Regions from separate parts of the Sus scrofa genome. Here region 2 is linked to region 1. The links are chromatin contacts, called in public Hi-C maps. All regions are on one chromosome and are shown on one strand. The core of a region is the stretch at or near the end of the contact, and the rest is flanking DNA. Distances in the headings are between cores, read along the strand shown.

Region 1 (4,274 bases), core at 335-2,834:
GCCGCAGTTCAGCCAGATGCTAAGTTGTTTGTTGTGGTTGTGCCTCTTCTGGTAAACTCCACACGCAAACCGCAAGCCAGCTGTTGCTTCGGGGGAAAACGGCTCTATAGGCTACAGGTGCACACCTTGTTTCACTGCCAACTGTTTCCAATTTCTTTTCAGGACAAATTGCCATTAAAAGGGGGGGGGAACGCATTCATCTGGCCCACAAGCCTCTGAGAAGAAAGACAAAAAAAAAAAAAAAAAAAACCTGAGGCGATACCAAGCTGCTCTTCGGGGCAGCGCCCAGTGGGGGCAGAGCACTGGGTCGCCGGGCCTGGCTGTGTTTCCTTCAAGCTCTGCACTGACTTTGAGGAAGCTTGCATGTCTTTGGTCCCTGACTTGTTCCCCTGAAAGTAGGATCTTGGATCTGTGTTTATCCATTGTCAAAGCATGTCCCTTTTCTGCTTAGTGCTCTTCAGCGGCTCCGCGTGTGAAAACACGCCCAGATCCTCAGCGTGGGCTCTTAGGCTCCACCCCCCGCAAACCACCAGACTTGTTCTTTGCCCTGGACCGCAGGGGCCTCCTTGCTCTCTGCCACAAGGGGCTCCTGCTGCCAGGCCGCTCTAGTCACCGTTCTCCTCGCCTCTTTGCCTCCCTCCTCACCTCGTTCAGCTGTCACTGTTGGGAGTGAGACCTTCCCTGCCCCCTCCCCACTCCTCCCACCGCAAGTGCACGCACCCTCCTTTCCTGGCCCCACTTTGTTTTTCTCCACAGCACTTATCACCAGCTCACATGCCCTTTTATTTTTTCCCGTGATTTTTCAGACTGGAAAGACCGTTTTGGATAATAGCAGGGAAGTAGGGGGGAAAAAAGAAAACTAAAATTAATCAAGTGAGGGAGACTATCTTTTAAAAACTAAACTACCCACATGAAAAGGAAGGAGAAAAGACAGCAGTAGTTACAATTTTGATAAACCCAGGTATGTGGTCAACACTTTTTTCAAAATACTTGGGGGAAGGGAGGCAGACATAAGAAATAGAGCACGAAAACAAGAAATTCTTGGGAAGGTGCTGTCTTCCGCTTGATTCTCAGTAATACTTTAATGGCCTTGGTCTGACAGTATTCTGATTGATAATTTGGTCTTTTTGGCAGTTGGATCATGAATCTAATTGGACGGTGTCGCACGGTTTCGGGAGCAGAAATGAGAACCCCAAGATGGGAGCAGGACTACCATCTGCAGCCCATGGGCAAACTGGGATTATTTTATGAATATCTGGAAATGAGTAAGTCGCCCGTGAAGTTTTTGGTGATATGAATTCTATCAGAACATGCTTCGGATCCCCAAAGCATTGATATCGAGCTAAATAATTATCCCACATATTGAAATGAAGAGTAGGTTTTTCTCCACTAGATAAAATGATACGATCAAGCTTTGAAATAAGGTGACTGTGATGGGTTTTTTGGTCAATATTTACGTCGTGCAAAGCTGAAGATTTATTACGAAGCAAGGAAATGGAATATTCATTGAGGTACCTCTTCACGATTAATTCTCCTAGCACGCTAACCATGTTGTCTAAGAATGAACTCAGAGCTATTATTAGATATGACTCAGCTTGGGCTGGAGTCAGTGCAGCACAGCTGTTGGCAGATCCCTTTCTGAACCCAGTCATGTAAGCAAGCCTGTGCAAAAACCTGTGGGAGCAAGGAACACAGGGGTCCCTCTCCTCCCCACCCCCGATCTCACCCTGCCTTTGACGTTGTATCTATTTCTTCTGGCTGGTAGTTTTTGCCTGGTTCCCGAGTGACCTCATGGTAAATCATCGGCTTGTATTTGCAACTGTTTCGCTGGTCTGGAATTAAGATTTAGCACGAGTCCTCTCCTTTGTGAATGTTTTGTCATTTTTGTACTATTTGCTTGGGTTCTGTTTCTCTTCAGTTGAACTTGATTTTGAGCTCTCTATTTGGTTGCCTTAAATGGATCTTCTCAAAATAGATTTCCATAGGAAAAACCATCTTTTCTATTATGCATGACACGCTTTTATCTAATAGAAGGCTAACAATGGATATATTTGTATGTGCCCTTTCAGCTCACTGTTGCATTGAATTTCAGTTTTTTAAGCTTAGGAGAACTGGAAAGGATTTTGGTTGAGAGGCTTTGCATTTTTGCATGGGGGTTTGTGTATTTGCAAAGATACTCCTTTGTGGTTCCTGTTTACAAGTCTGCAGATAGGGGAGGTTTTTATTAAATCACATTCTACATATAAAATAATTGCTTTTAAAAATATACAGTATACATGGAAATGCATCTGCCTCTTTTGGTGAGTGAAAGGTTTGTTTTGTAGCTTCTTCAGTCAACAATGCTTTGCAGCCAGGAGTCTGATTTGAATTTCATTTTTGCTTTTGTTATGTTTTGTGACCAGGTTTGACTAAGGGTGTAGCTGTAGTAAATAAGGTAGACACTATAGTTATTTATGTAGATGCTATAGTTACTTATTCTATTTCTTTTCAAAAGGACTGTAAGACAATTACCTGTTGTTCCAAAATGACTGTAGATATATTTTAGATTGTAGATATTTTTTACTAGAGCTGTTATCAGCATGAATACTAACATTCTGGGATGGAATATCATTACTACTTTAACACAAAAAAAAATCTTAGAAAAAGTTATTTTTCTGTAGTTAGTCAAATAAAGGGCATTGAAAAGAAGAGTTATATGATCATGCTTTGGGGAGAAACTGGACTCTTAGAATTTCATAGTCTGATTAAAATAATTATCAATTAAATAATTTGGCCTCACATAAATGGACCTAGAGATTATCCTGTGAAATTAAATCAGACAGAGAAGGACAAATATCATATGATACCACTTATATGTGGAATCTAAAAAAAGAATACAAAAGAACTTATTTGCAGAAGAGAAACAGACTCACAGACTTTGAAAACAAACTTACGGTTACCAAAAGGGAAAGAGGAGAGGAGGGATAAATTAAGATTTGGGGATTAACAGAGACATACTGTTAAATATAAATTAGAGAAACAACCAGGTCCGACTGTATAGCACAGGGAACCATAATCAAAAAATAAGTAAATAAGAGTTCCTGTTGTGGCTCGCTGGGTTAAGAACCCGACATAATGTCCGTGAGGATGAAGGTTCGATCCCGAGCATCACTCAGGGGGTTAAGGGTCGGTGTTGCTATGACTTAGACCAGCAGCTGCAGCTCCAATTTGACCCCAGCCCAGGAACTTCCATATGCCACAGGTGTGGCCATAAAAAGAAAAGTAAATGAATGAGCAAATAATAAATAAATAATCAGCCTCAGTCTCCCTGCAAGAAAAAGATGGCATATCAGCTGTTAAAGAGGGATTTTTTAGGTTTATTAAATTATTTTCCTATTACCCAAATAATCCCTAATGCCTTAGGAAGATGAATCAGTTTTGAGACTAGGCAGTCTGTTATCTCTATTCAGCACCAAAGTGAAATCTGTGTTTCGTTCGTGTAGTTTGTCAGAGATGGAATTTCCAAGTGCCTTTTGAATTGCTTCTGTTCCTGTAACATAAACACAGAGCGCCTTTGGTGGTGATCTCATCCCCACAGCTTCTCCTCCTGGTTTTCCCTGTGTTCATTGATGACGCCACCACCACCTTTTTCATTAGTGCCTCTTAGCTACTGAAGGAAAAGACCTCCTGAGAGACAACCCTGGAGCCTTCCGCTCTGGCCCCCTCTGCCATGGAGGGAACTAGTACTCACCTCTGCTTGAATACCTGTCCCTGCTTCTCTCCCTAGAGGAATTCCTGCCAGGCCTCAGCAGGAACCCTTAACTTTTCACCCCACTTTCCAGCTCTCTTCTCTAGGTATCAAGAGCCTTGATTCCTGTCTTGATAGTATGTCTTGTATGCATGCCTTTCTCCCTGGCTAGTAGATGCATCCTGTTGGAAGTAGCATGCAGGCCTTTGCATCTTTCAGTCCTCAGCTGGAACATGACTGCCTAGGCCCTCATACATATTCATTTAAGTGACTTGAGCTTGGAGTTTCAACACACACACACAATTGTTATAGCTGTTAGTTGAGTTGACAGTAACGTTGCCCTAGCAGCCCCTACAAAGTTCTGGATGGCATGTTTGTTTTTTGGAGTGGAGTTTCTTTTTTATTTTGTTCAGTGAATTACCCACCATCCTTTGAGAGTATTAGAGCAACCCTGGGGGGTTAACCAAAGTTGCCTCCCCAAGTGTATGTTCCTGACTTCTGAGAACTCAGACACAGGACATAAGAGAAATGGTCAATCTTAAAATCT
Region 2 (4,558 bases), core at 1,047-3,546, 320 kb after region 1:
CACGGAAACGCCGCGGCAAGTCCCCGGAGCAGTCAGCCGCAGCTTTCTCCTCTCTCCTTAGTTACAAGTACCCCAGCAGCTTCGGGCGCTTCCTTCGAGAAAACGAAAACAGTGAAAAAGCGTGGAGGTGGTAGGAGTCGCTGACATTTTCCGTCGAAGGAGATCCCCTCGGTTCCATCCTTAAGCAGGATTTCCAAACTCGGATGCTTCCTCAGCGGAGGTATTCCATGTTGACAGATCTCTCGCCTCCCACAAAATGGGGCTGAGGAGGCGGCCGCTGTCTCCTCTATGGGCGCCGCCATTTTGTGAGGCGGCGGCGCGGCGGCAGGAGCCCGGGGTGTGTGTAATGGTTGAATAGAATGACCCCCTCTAGGGAATCCCCGGCGCTGACAGTTACGTAAGGGGCTGTGCGCAAGTGCGGCGTTCAGGGAATCCGCACAGCTCGGGCCTCGCAGCTCTGCGGCCCACATCTCCACCATCCCTAAGCGGACCGGTGGGGGAAGGGACAGATGACCTGGTCTCCCTCCTGCCCCGCCCCCCCTCGCCTCCGGCCCCGGCCCGGCTCCTACACTCCCCCAGCCTGGGTCTCCGCCCCTCCCTGGCTTCCGAGGCACTTACTGGCCCTTCGGTGTCAGGAACTTCCCAGCCATAGCCTTATTATAACCGACCCCATTTAAGAGACAAACTTTCCTTGCGAAATAAATCCGTTTCCTAGAGTAAGCACCGGAAGCGTGCTGGGCTATATTACATAATTCTTTTCACCACCAAGTACATGTTCTCATTGGAATCACTACCTGAAATAACCCATCCAGACCTTTACTGGCCTGTGTCCTTGGTTGTCGGTGACTTTGCCCGTAGTGGCCGTCACAGAAATGGGAATGATAATAGGCTTCACACGTCGTGGAGCTTAATTAACATTTGTAGCAAAGGGCTGACTCCAGCTGCTGGTAGATGCAAACTTGTAGTATTTGTTGAGGTGTTGAGTCTCCCATCTAAGCAGCCTTTTTTTTTTTTTTTTTTTTTTTTTGAGCTTCAAAGAAAAAATATTTGGAACTAAGGTCGCATGTGAGACATTTCAGAGAAAGCAAAAATTAAAGGTTTTAGTCAATAGTGGTTTAAAGCGCACTATCTTTAAGATACCTTAATATAAAAACAAATGTTAATTATTATCGTCAAAGTTCAAAAGATTGCTTCCCAACCAGTTTAATTACTGTTTGCATAACTCAGCACAGAATAATCTAGTTTGAGACGTGAAGCCAAAGGGAAGATGAATTAAGAGCATGACTCTATTTCTACAGAACTAGGACAGTTCACATTGTATTTCATTTACAGTTCGCTAAAGTTAGTTTGTGGATAATTCATGGAAAATGTGCTAACCAGGCCCCCAAATACCAGCACAAGGCTCAGAAAAGCCGATTCTCTTAGACCTTAAAAAAAAAAAAAAAAAAAAAAAAAAGATTGACAGATTGACTTTATTCTGATCAGTGAAAAGATGCGGAGCGTGAGGAGCTGCCCCTCTGGGCTTCCTTTCGCTCCCGAGCGCCACACAGGTTCTGTCGGGCGGGCGGGGACTCCAATGGGCCCTTCCAACAGCCGGGCCGGGGACGCGAACATCGCCTCCACCCCTAACCCTGGAACAACCGGTAGTGGCCGTTTCCCCGCGCCTCCCCCCTTTCCGCCGGCTTTGTGTGCGTGTGAAATGTGCGGCACATTGCAGATGAACCCTAAGCCCGGCGAGCCGAGTCTATTGTTCCCCGCGAGGAGCAGCCGGGGCGGTGTGGAGCCAGGCGCAGTGCCGCGGCCGGCCCTCGGGGGTCGCTGTGCGGCGCTGGCTGCCCGGCTGTGGCGGCGCTGGAGCCGGCAGAGAGGGAGGCTGGCGGGGAGGGAAGCAGGCGGGTGGCGCGCAGCGGCTCGGCTGCCGCCGGTGCCTTCTGCCCGGGGACGCCCCGGCCGCGAGGCCGCGCGTGAATGTGTGCGAGGGCCCAGCGGAGCTGCGGCCGGAATACACGCTGTCACCCCGCTTTCCACAAACCACCACACAGACCTCCCCCTCCCCACCCCCAGCCCCGCCTGCCCCAGCCCCGCCGCCGCCGCCGCCGTCGCCGCCGCCGCGGCTGCCGAAACTCCCGGGCCTCCGGCCGCCCCGGCCCCTCACCGTCAGCTCGCCTTTCCCCTGGCCTGTTCGCGCGTCCCCGGCAGCAGCACCATGTTGAATCGCGTCCCCGGGCCGAGCCGCCTGGGCCGGCGGCGCTGAGAGGCGGGCGAGAGCCGGGCCGCGGGGAGGGAGGGAAGGAAGGGGTGGGGGCCGCGCTCGCCCCGCGGCTTCGCGCGGATCCGGCAGTCGCCTGCCCCTCTAGTTTCGCTCCGATTTCTTTAAACTTTTTTAGAAATTCCCCTCCCTCCTTCCCTCCTCTCCCCCTGGCCTCCTGCTCCCTCCTTCCCCTCCTCCTCCTCCTCCTCCCCCTCCCTCCCTCCCTCCCTGCGCCGCCGCCGCCGCCGCCGCCGCCACCGCCGGCCCATGACTGAGCCCCGCCGCCGCCGGCCGAGGAATGGGCTCCGGGCTCTGGTAGGAAGCGCAGGGAGCGGGGGGCGCTTTTAAAACACCGATCTGGGTTTTTTAAAAACCTCCTTTGAAAAAATAATGGCAAACTCGACGGGGAAGGCGCCTCCGGACGAGCGGAGAAAGGGACTCGCTTTCCTGGACGAGCTGCGGCAGTTCCACCACAGCAGAGGGTGAGAGCAGAACCGGGGGGGCAGCGCCGGGGCGAGCCGGGGCGAACAGGGCTCTCCCGCCCGGGCCGGCGCGGGGTCCCGGCTGACAAGTGCGGGGCTTTCTCTCTCCCGCAGGTCGCCTTTTAAAAAAATCCCTGCGGTGGGTGGGAAGGAGCTGGATCTTCACGGTCTCTACACCAGAGTCACTACTTTAGGCGGATTCGCGAAGGTGAGTGGAAGTTTTAATTTGTATTTCCCTCTCGCTGGCCTCCTCCAAAAAGTCTCCTTTGACCCCGGAGTGGGCGCTCGGGGCTGGGGGGGTGGCCCGCGGGGGCCAGAGGCGTTCTTTTCGCTCCCAGCCGGTGGCACGGAGGCGGACGGCGGCGGGGCTGTTTTTGGCCTGGTGGCTCGCGTGCGCGCGGCGGGCGCGGGGCTCGGCGGGCGGGCGGCCCGGCGCCGGCTCGCGCCCTGCCCGGTGCCCGGCCGGCCCGGCGGGGTCTGAGCGCCGCAGCGGGGAGTGCGGGCGTGCGGGGCGCCCGCCCGAGCCCCGCGCCCGCCCCGCGCCCGCGCCCGCCCGCCCGCTCGCTCGCGAGTCAGCTCTGCCGCCGCTGCCGCTCTAGCACAGGCGGAGACACAGAGACACACAGACTCTGAGAGCAGTTTTCGTGCAACTCAAAATTAGCGCGGGCAGGTTTAACATCGATAATCGGCTGCGAAATGATCCCGGCAGCCGGGGGCACAGCCTCGGCCCCGTCGCCCTCGGTTTATACAGCTAACAAAAGAAACCAGGACCTGTCTCCAAATAGCCATCTTAGGCTTCAAGGCTAGGCAGAAGCTGTAGGCCTCAAAGAAGGGCCTATGGAGATGGATAGATCTGGGAGAGGGATCGGAATCGGCCCCGGCCCCGGCCCCCCCAGAACCTGCGGACGTCGCTGTCCGGAACAGTATTGATCCTTTTGAACTTTTTTTTTTTAGTGTAAACGGACCGCGTTGAGATTTAAAAGGGGGCGACAGAGGGACTTGCGATTGGTTATTGTCCGGGCTTCAAAAACAAAACAAACCCACCAACACCCCCCCCCGCCCCCCAAACAAAACAAGTGCTGTTAAATACAGGGCTCTTGGGTGAAAACCCAGTGATTCAAGCAGCCCTTGCTCAGTTACTCTTACGGATCGAGCCGAATCACCCACTGATGCCTGAGGTATCTCCACATCTCTGTAGAATGGGTATTTATTTCATAGTTAGGTTAGAGTTTTCTTGGATTGTGCACTCTCAGACAAGTGTGGCTGTGTTTTTAACAGGTTTCTGAGAAGAATCAGTGGGGAGAAATTGTTGAAGAGTTCAACTTTCCCAGAAGTTGTTCTAACGCTGCCTTTGCTTTAAAACAGTATTACTTGCGGTGAGTAGTAGTGACTCTTCCAACAGTGTTTGGAAATAAGGGACTTATGGGGAGATTTTTTTAAGGAAAAAAAAAAAAGAGAAGAAAGCCCCAAACCAGAAGCAAGCCTTGCTCACCAATTTCTAAACGTCTGTTAATTTCAGCCTGAGAAACATTAAATATCAATAAAGTGAGGTTGTAGGAAGGTGAAAGTTTTCCTTTCCTATTTTAGGATTGTTTACATTTTTCATACAGAATCATTACAGGTGACACCCCACCCCCATTCTTGGTAAACATTCTTTTGTGACATTGTTATTGATTGCTTGATATCCACAGAGGGGCAGAAAGGTGATGCTTAGTAAAAGAGTTAAGATAGTTAATGAAACTTTGTATCCCTTGGGAAATTTTTTCTTTGTTTTGGAAACTCTTTTGCCCTTTTAAATTCTGACTTTAAGATTTTTAAAAAATGA

Evidence for each region. Hi-C and Micro-C count contacts between places; a contact is called where the count stands out from the background.
Region 2: a contact with region 1 is called in a Hi-C map of skeletal muscle, with 4 times the contacts expected there. The contact joins the promoter of ARID2 here to the enhancer-like site in region 1. A contact is called at or near these places in 3 of 47 Hi-C or Micro-C datasets (embryonic fibroblasts and skeletal muscle) and 2 of 2 datasets of contacts at active chromatin or transcription factors (alveolar macrophages and skeletal muscle).

The regions. Positions count from the first base shown.
Region 1 is chr5:76,314,302-76,318,575 of Sscrofa11.1, forward strand. It overlaps ANO6 (anoctamin-6), which reads left to right. Exons shown (of 22, transcript XM_005655713.3): 18 at 1,135-1,265. Among named protein-coding and RNA genes, the nearest start is that of ANO6, 200 kb to the left of the region's middle. Within about 2 kb of position 1,585, at least 17 of the 83 cell types and tissues checked have an H3K27ac peak or open chromatin away from gene starts, as enhancers often do. A contact at or near this core is called in embryonic fibroblasts and skeletal muscle, where this site is marked.
Region 2 is chr5:76,635,089-76,639,646 of Sscrofa11.1, forward strand. ARID2 (AT-rich interactive domain-containing protein 2) reads left to right here and starts at 2,297. Exons shown (of 22, transcript XM_021092987.1): 1 at 2,297-2,733; 2 at 2,848-2,941; 3 at 4,012-4,109. The coding sequence starts at 2,642.